Regions from separate parts of the Hordeum vulgare genome. Here region 1 is linked to region 2. A link is a contact called in public Hi-C data. All regions are on one chromosome and are shown on one strand. Each heading gives the region's core, a stretch centred on a gene start, on an enhancer-like site or on the middle of the called end of the contact. The rest is flanking DNA. Distances are from core to core; before and after follow the strand shown. Region 1 holds the start of LOC123444827 (protein RETICULATA-RELATED 5, chloroplastic-like). Region 2 holds the start of LOC123444809.

Region 1 (4,606 bases), core at 1,673-4,172, 210 kb after region 2:
TTCTAGTGCAAGTTTTAGCCGCTGAATACCATAAGAAATCAGCAACTGGGATTTGACCTTCCCTCCTTATACTCTGTCTTTCAGGATCAAGTAGTACCACAACTTGGTCTTTCTTCGGTAACTTTTTAGATACTCTAGCAGGAACACCAGTTCCCCGTGACCCATATATAAGATGGCTTGCACCCGCCACAACAATTAGCATCCCTGGAGGATCTCTACCATTAAGTTCTTTCATAATTATCTGAGACATAGTATATTCATCAACTACTCTTGCCTGTGCTGATAAATATGAATTCGGACCAAAAGGAGAGTCACGAGTTGATGTAATATTCTCTATGAATGACCGGCCAGACCTAAAACCAGAAATGAAGCCAGAGCCTGCTGGAGGAGCATATTCCTTTCTTTCTGCTTTTGAAAGGCCTCCAATCCCCTCTGCTTGGACAGTTCTTTTCACCTAGTCAATAAGGGAACGTTAATTTCTACTGGTATTCATAGGTTAAGAAGCATGCACAACATAACAATATGCAAGTCATATCATGGTTTTCAGTATTAGACTCATTCAATAATATATGCTGAGTTGTCTAGGTACTCAATAGCGCTCATGCCTGCTAAAGCAGTTGTGCAGCAAGCTGCAGAAAACTGTTCCACAGGATGTGGCACAACAACTGCAATGCAAAGTATGGATATAAGATTAACACGTAGGTATCAAGGAAAAACTGCAGATGTAAGAAATTAGAAGAATTTGAATTGCTGGTGCACAATGGTATTGGTAATAAAATGTCAAAAGTTCCTGCAAACTATTGAACAGACAGTGAATAGATTATAGAAGCCATCAATCACCTGCAGTGGGGTTCCACTAGCAACAAGCTTAATTCCATTATCACGACAGAAGTTTAGAAGAGGTTCATACTCCTTCCAACGCTCTGATGGCCAGTGCGACGTGTACGACTTTAAGGTGCTGCCATTGATCCTACATAAAGCATAAGCTTGTACAATATTATCAAAGTGAAGTGAGGTCTCACTCAAGAATGTTGAGTAGCGTTGTTGTTTAGGAAACATAGATAGACTAGGATTTGTTCCTGCCTTGACTTGTACTCCAAGATGATCATGTACTCCTATATATATGCCCACGAGGCTCAAGCAATACAACAACTATTCCACCAATCCCTCTCCCCCTTCTAACATGGTATCTGCTGCAAGTTCCTAGACGTAGCCGCCGCCCACCGCTTCCGCCCCGCGTGCCGCCCCCGGGGCAGTAGATAGACTAGGATTTGTTCATGCCTTGACTTGAATTCCAAAATGATCATGTACTCCTATATGCCCACGAGGCTCAAGCAATACAACAACTATTCCACCAATCCCTCTCTTCCTTCTAACAAAGAATGCATTTCATTTCTGGATAATAGATTTTTTTTTCATGAAAGTGAAATCAAGGTATTACTTCAACTAAACTCCATCAGCACTGAAACCCTATAACTTTTATAGTTATAGAAACACTGCGCTGTTATTTACGAACAGAGATATAACTCATATAACTCCCCTCATTCTTATAATAACAATAAGGCATTAAGGAGCAAAAGATAAACAACTTATTCATTCATCTATTAAGTGGACACCAAGTGTACTTCATCTAATAAAAAAAATGTGACAAAAACAGATTAAATGGAACAGAGTAGCCTGGTAAAAGGGTTAACGACAATAGCTAAGTTAACGCACAGCAGGTCTTATCATTCTATGATAAGACGCAAATTCAGAAGACCCAATCAGAGTTCATTTCCACACACGCTAATCTCCTGAATGAACCATAATATGAACTCGCAATGTACAGCAAACGTCACCTATTCCAGCGAATCTCGTCATCCGGTTGCAAACAGGTAAAACAGTAAGGGGGTACCTTCCGCTCATGAACTGGTCGAGCTGCTGCTGGAGGTCGCAGGGGAAGGCCTCGAGCGCGAGGGACAGGCGCCTCTCGGCCTCGGCGAGGCGGCCGGCGAGCTTGGTGACGATCTCGAGCTCGAGAACGCGGTCGTCGGGGTCGGGCACCAGCTCGGCCTCGCCGAGGTAGACGACCCTGGCGGACGCCAGCTTGTCCCACACCCGGCCCTTGGCCTCCCTCCCCACCGCCTGCGGCTCCCCGATGACGGTCGCGTCGTACACCCTCGACACGGCCGATTCGTCGCCCTCGGGCTCTTTCGCCTGCGTCGGGGCAGGCGGGGCGGGGGGCGGCGACTCGGCGGGAGGCGGTGGGGACGCCTGGTCATCGGCGGCAGAGGAGGGGGCCGCGCGAAGCACGGCGGAGGCGGCGGCGAGCGAGGGGATGAGAAGGAGGAAATCGCGGCGGGAGGAGGCCGAGGCGGACACGCTGCGGCGAGGAGACGAGGAGGAGGGGGAGGGGGCGGTGCCGGAGGTGAGGGGCCTGGTGCTGAGGCGGGAGCGGGGAGACGGGAGGAGCGGTTTGAAGGAGGAGGAGGCGGCGGCGTTTCTGGCCGGCGCGTGGGACATTTTCGGAGCTCGCTTCTCCGGCAGCGCCGCGGCCGCGGGGGGCGGTGGGCAACGATCTCTTCTCTGGCGCGTAGTGCAGTGAAACTCTCTCCTTCCCCTGGTAGCCCTCTTTCCTTGTGGTGATGGATAAATTCAGTTGGAATTTGAATTTGTGTGCCGGCGTTTGGGGACTTGAAATTTCGATGACGAATAAAACTGGTTTGGAATTTGAATACAAAAAGTCGAATTTGTGGCATGGTAGGATTTCAACGACATCAAAACCAGCAAAAAATTCCATTTCGGTGGTGGATAAACTCCACGGTAGGATTTCAATGGTTGGACTCAGCCGCATCATGTAGCTTGGCTTCCGGCCATCCACATCGACAAGATCCCTACTGGACATGTGCACAAGGCGACGAGGGAAACATTAGGTGGACAAGCAGCTTCGAATGGTTATGCAAAGCAGAAGAAGAAGAAAAAAGTGCATGTGGGCAAGTGAGGTCGGCACATGCATATGTGGATAAGCAAAGGAAGATAGCCAGCCACTCGCTCGTCAGCCATCCCAGTCAGCACTCAGCAGCGTGTGAAAACTGGATTTGTTGTGTCTACCACTCGCACAAATCAAACCAAATACTACTACTTCCAATGTTGTCACAAGAGAAAGATCGTAGCGTGTGCACAAACCAAATACTTTTGTTTCACCGCAATTGATTTTCCACGCAATTGTATATATCTCAGGAGGTTGCATTACAATGGCAAAACTGGGGAGAGCAAGGAAGATTGTGCCGGTGTTAAAAGTCAGGGGCAAAATAAATACGGAGTAGATCAAAATGCACTGCTATACTAGTTACTGTACACCAAATCTGCATGCATGCATCAGTTGCCCCTGTTTGCGTATACTTTAGTTTCCTCTGCTACCTTTCCCCACATATTAGCAAAATGGTCCGAATACGAAACCTGCAAAAGGTTATACAAAAGAGGTTATTTTTGTCGAATGATGATGCTGTTGCGGTTTCAGCGGCACGTTTCACGGTCAAATAGTGCAGTATATTCATACCTGATTTACTACAAATCCTTTGAGCATCTCAATTAGATCCCGGCGCCTATCCTTGTCAAATCTTTTAATTTCAGTCATGTTGTTTTCCTGCATTACCATAGATAGATAAAGGTAATTGCCAAAAGGGCAAAAATAGAATTCTTTTGGATGAAAATATGGTTCCAAATTTAGCAACGCACGCTCCTAGCATTCCTATAGTCCTATAAATTTTGTTGTACTAAGTCCACACAAAAAATCAACCTGCGCCCGTTTTCTAACTCAAAAGATGATCCTACAGTTTGTGCCAGTGTTTGTTTGCAGACCCTGCAGATACATGTTGAAACTCCAAAAAAAATGACACACATATGTAATGATCCACAAACAAGATCTTAGAAAGCCCACACAGACAAAGACCACCCCCTGGGATCTGTTAAAGCAAAGTAATATGCCGTCACAGAAACCTAGTGTGCATACTTAATCTACCTGAACAGCCATATAAATTTCCGGAAGCTCTTACAGAATTGAAGAGACAAATTTTGCATCAAAAACTCAACTAACACAATATATGTGGATAGTTTCACTAGCTAAAACTTATCCCTCCTTTCAGCTGTAGCTATGCTTTCATGAGAAGTGTGCCAACCAGAAAAGATAGCAAAAGTACTTACGAACAAACAATATTTTGTTTATAGTTTAACTACATGTTAGCTACCAACCCCACATCATGGTGATGTGATCCTCAATTTTGTTCGGATTTTCAAAGGAATAACATTGAAAGATACTGACTTGACTTGAACAAACTGCTTTTCTAGTTGGTATTTTGTATTCATAAACATAGCAGCAATGCCTGTTATAATGTTTGTAAGCTTCAAAAATATGTTGCTCATGCCTAATATTATTCGACTGAGTGTGCAGCTGTCACAAGAATATAAACTTTAGGATATTTATGCTATCATGTACTACTATCTTGGTCAACAGACTTTTGAGGACATGCAGTTAAAAACTTTTCATTAATAAATCATCCAATGAGCACATCTGTCTAAGCTTTTTTTTTTTTTTGCTTCTATATGATTTTCCATTTTTCTTTATAAA
Region 2 (4,065 bases), core at 418-2,917:
GGCTGGCTCGCCGAATAGGACCTTGGAAATTGAAGGGAGTGGAGTGGCTAGGATTTGGTTCGGAGTGTGAATAGGGATGAATATATGCGGGGTCAAGGTGGCCCAGAGTGAGGCGGCACCGATGTGGCAGCCGCCATGCGGATTATCGGTCACCTAGGACGTTTCGGTTGCGTTTAGGGCCGCCGGTTGGATGCCTTTTTTTCTGTCTGGGTAGTCCGTCGGGACGTTTGGGGGCGTATATGGGCGTTTGGTTGTAGATGCTCTAAGGAGGAACTACTCGTTGGGTATGCAACCAACGAAGGTAGGAAGCAAAGTAGGTGAGACCGAGAGCAGGTTAGAATGGCACACACCATAGAAAGAGGAGGACAAGGTGGCATGGTGCGCTAAGCCATTGAGGGGACGCCATCGACAAATGACATCGGGAGCCATGACTGAAGGTGACACAACATGCCTGAGTAGCACATGAGAGCAACAATGAAGGTTTGGGAAGGAAGAAAAATAATGAGAGATGGGGAGAAGGATCTCACATCCTACACCACAAGCTCTACGCCCCCGACTTCGACTTGAGCTCCAACATCCCTCGGGCCTCGCTGCTACTAGTCATATTCATTTCTTTGTCTGTGTCGTCCTTCTTAGCGCTTGTCCACGATAGCTTTCTTGCTACAGGTGGATGCCAGGGTTGTGCCGGTGTAACGGGTGCGGTGTTCTTCATGCTCGTAGATGGTCTTGTTCTGAGGTTGCTTGGGGTTCGATGCCGGTTGTTTCCTTGCTGACAGGTGAGCCTCTACACAATCTAACGGTGCGACATCCTTAGATCCAAGGTGAGGGGGTAGGGGCCCTCTTCGGCGCTAGATAAGGAATATGTGAAGTTTGATCCAGGTTGGGGTCCTTTTGGCAATAGATTTTCCCTCATCGTGCTTCACCTCCTTTCAACCCTTGGTTACATGCATGTAGTAGCCGCTGTCATCCCAAGTAGGACTCTTGTTTCTCCGTTCTTCCTTGTGCTTGTAATGTGGGTCGAGTAGTAAGCTATCTACCCAACCCCCTTGTATCATTCCGTCGCTGTAGCTTATGTCATTGGTGCTAATTTCCAATCGGTTAATGACAATGTTAATTCAAAGGTGGGCTCGTTCCAAGTTTCCTCTCTAAAAACTCTTGCATGTAAAAAAGCAAATACGATACCGTCAGCCGACCGAGAAATACGTGCTTCCAAAATTACAGTTTGCGCCAATCAAACCGATCTCGAACAGAATGCACCAACAATCTTAACCAATAAAACGCAGAGCTGCTCGATTCATGGGTTCCATCACCGGTCCGGCTTTTTAAAACCAGGCCTCCATTTCCACTTTCTCGCCGTCATGACCTAACTTTTTCGAGACGTACCGCATGCAAAGGACTTTAATAACCGAATGAAATGGAACAGCCCAACGGTTTACACCTAACCCATCCATCCATAAAGCTCACAGAGAGACGCACTTGACAAAAAAACCAGAGAGAAAAATGCGTCCCGTCGCTGGAGGAGCGTGTTCCCACGGCACGCGTTGAACGGCCCTTTTTTTTTTCTCGCCGTCACACTCGCCGTCGACGTCGCCGTGCCGCGGTCGGGTGGGGCTCACAGGCAGTGAGAGAAAAGGCATGGGCGTTAACGGCGAGCCGAACGGAGAGACGCGCCATCCATCCATAGCCGCCATGTGGACTCTTCCCTCCCCTCGGCGGCTCGCGTCTCTCCCCACCCTCCCTATCACCCACGAGCACACCACAGCAGGGTCCCCGCGCGGCGGCTGCACCAGACCGAACCTTCCGCGTTGTCTTTCCCAGCCTAGCCGACACGGCGGCGGCGGCGGCGGGAGGAAGGCAAGGATCCGCGCCTTTGCTTGAGCGCCAGGTGAGCGCTCCTCCCCCCTTCCTCTGCTCCCTGCCGCTCTCGTGGATCTGGCTGAATCCGACGCGCCGTTCCTCTGATTTGGTTGCTCTCACGGCTTCGGCTTTCGCCGTAGCGGCAAGCCGGTGCTGCTCCCGCCGCCTCCCCACCCCCGCTACGCAGCCCCCGAGCCGAGCACGCGGACTGCGCCCGTTGCCGCGGAGCTACCCGTAGCAGCCAGGTCCGTTTGTTGAACAACGAGTGGTGGTGCTGGTATTGACTTATCCCGTAGAGGGGTACTACTTATTTAGCATTCGACTTGGCGTGGTTCAGGAGCTTGTACGAGCTATTTCCCCTCTGGCAATTCATTCATTCACTAAATTGTTAGATTTTCTTGTGTGGTGTATAGCAATGTTTAGACGTCCCTGCGTTTCTGGCATGTGGCCGTCTTCTGGTTATCTATGTGGTATAGCATCTTTGTACTATCAGTCTGGTCTTACTCATCTGGACGTTCTAATAAATCCAACGGCCGAGTTATTTAACTAACTGTGCTACACCTTTCGGTTGATGCACATAGATAAAAATATGTACTCCCGGTTGAACTACCAAAACGTCTTATATCTAGAGTTTTGATAGCAATAGCTCTTGAAACATACATTTTATAAGATTTTCCCATGGTAAGCGGTACCAAAAGCATGCCACGAGATTAAGATGTTAGGATTGATCATAATGCATGCGACAATATGAACTCAAAGATATCAAACATAGACACAATCTATTGGGAGAGTTGTATCCACATAACTACTTGAAGCATCTAGAGCTTCAGATACAGTTATAGATCCGAGCCATTGGGGGTACCTACCTACTGCACTCATAAAAGTGAAACATTATAGAATGATGTGGGTGGTGTTTACAGAATAACTTATGTAGAGTAAGTAATGCTTCAATATGATGTGTTGTTCATGCTGCTTGAACTATATCGTGAACCGATTTGTGATGTATCTGTGTAGTGCCTACTTGTTACATGTGTTTGTTGTTGCTGTTAGCAGCTGACATTTTATATAGTAGCGCAAAAATCTGTTGGGAAAGCAATTCAGATTTCATGGAGGTTTGAGATGTTGATTTTTATGGTGTTCACCTTAGGTTGACAACACCACTAAACGATGAACTCTGGCTGTGCTGTGCCGAGTTATTCAGCTGTGTTGTGTTATAGCTTCCAGTTGATGCACATAGATAAAATATGTATTGAGTTGCTTATAGCAACAGCTGTTGAAACATACTACGCTTTATAAGATTTTTCCCATGGTCCACAAGATTAAGATGTTAGGATTGATCAGCATTCATTTGACAATATGAACTCAAAGATATCACAAATAGACACAAGCTGAGAGTTTTATCCAAGCAACTACTTAAAGCATCTAAAATTTTAGATACAGCTAGAAATCGGATCCATTGGGGGTACCAACCTACTGCACCTGTAAAACTGCAATATTATAGAATGATGTGGGTGGTGTTTATAGAATAGCTCATGCAGAGTAAGTAATGCTTGAATATGATGTGTCCTTCATGCTGCTTGAACTCTATCCGATAGTCGGTTTGTGATGTACTCCCTCCGTTCCTAAATGTAAGTCTTTTAAGAGGTTTCACTAGAGAATAATATACGGATGTATATAGACATACTTTAAAGTATAAATTCATTTATTTTGATTCGTATGTAGACACCTATTAAAATTTTAAAAAGACTTATATTTAGGAACGGAGGGAGTATCTGCCTAGTGCCTACTTGCTGCATGTGTTTGCTGTTGCTGTTAGCAGCTGACATTTTATATTGTAGCACAAAAATCTGCTAGGAAAGCAATTTGAATTTCATAGAGGTTTGGGATGTTTATTTTTATGGTGTTCACCTTAGATAGACAATGCCACTAACGATGGACTGTGGCTGTGCTGTTGGTAATCGACCCTTATTCTTCAGGCATATGTTTTCAGGTTTACGCCCTTTGGCTTCACTGTATAACGATAGCCAGTGATTGGTGGATTGTCTAGTTGAGAATTTGAGATGCTGATGTACAAGTTGTCAAAACTTAAATCCCGGAATAGCTGAAAGATGGAAACAGGATAAGATGATAAGAGTCTTATATCTTTGTCTAACTTTTTGTCTAAATCGGAGATGCTTGTGTACGAATGAGTTTGGACCAACTTTTTTG

What was found. Hi-C and Micro-C count contacts between places; a contact is called where the count stands out from the background.
Region 1: a Hi-C map of leaf shows a contact between it and region 2, with 4 times the contacts expected there. The contact joins the promoter of LOC123444827 here to the promoter of LOC123444809 in region 2. A contact is called at or near these places in 3 of 6 Hi-C or Micro-C datasets (leaf and seedling).

The regions. Positions count from the first base shown.
Region 1 is chr1H:455,689,600-455,694,205 of MorexV3_pseudomolecules_assembly, forward strand. It overlaps LOC123444827 (protein RETICULATA-RELATED 5, chloroplastic-like), which reads right to left and starts at 2,923. Exons shown (of 7, transcript XM_045121685.1): 1 at 1,895-2,923; 2 at 841-970; 3 at 1-454. The coding sequence starts at 2,502. It overlaps LOC123444836 (sorting nexin 2A-like), which reads right to left. Exons shown (of 5, transcript XM_045121696.1): 4 at 3,539-3,625; 5 at 3,157-3,438. The coding sequence ends at 3,358.
Region 2 is chr1H:455,477,406-455,481,470 of MorexV3_pseudomolecules_assembly, forward strand. LOC123444809 reads left to right here and starts at 1,668. Exons shown (of 2, transcript XM_045121662.1): 1 at 1,668-1,885.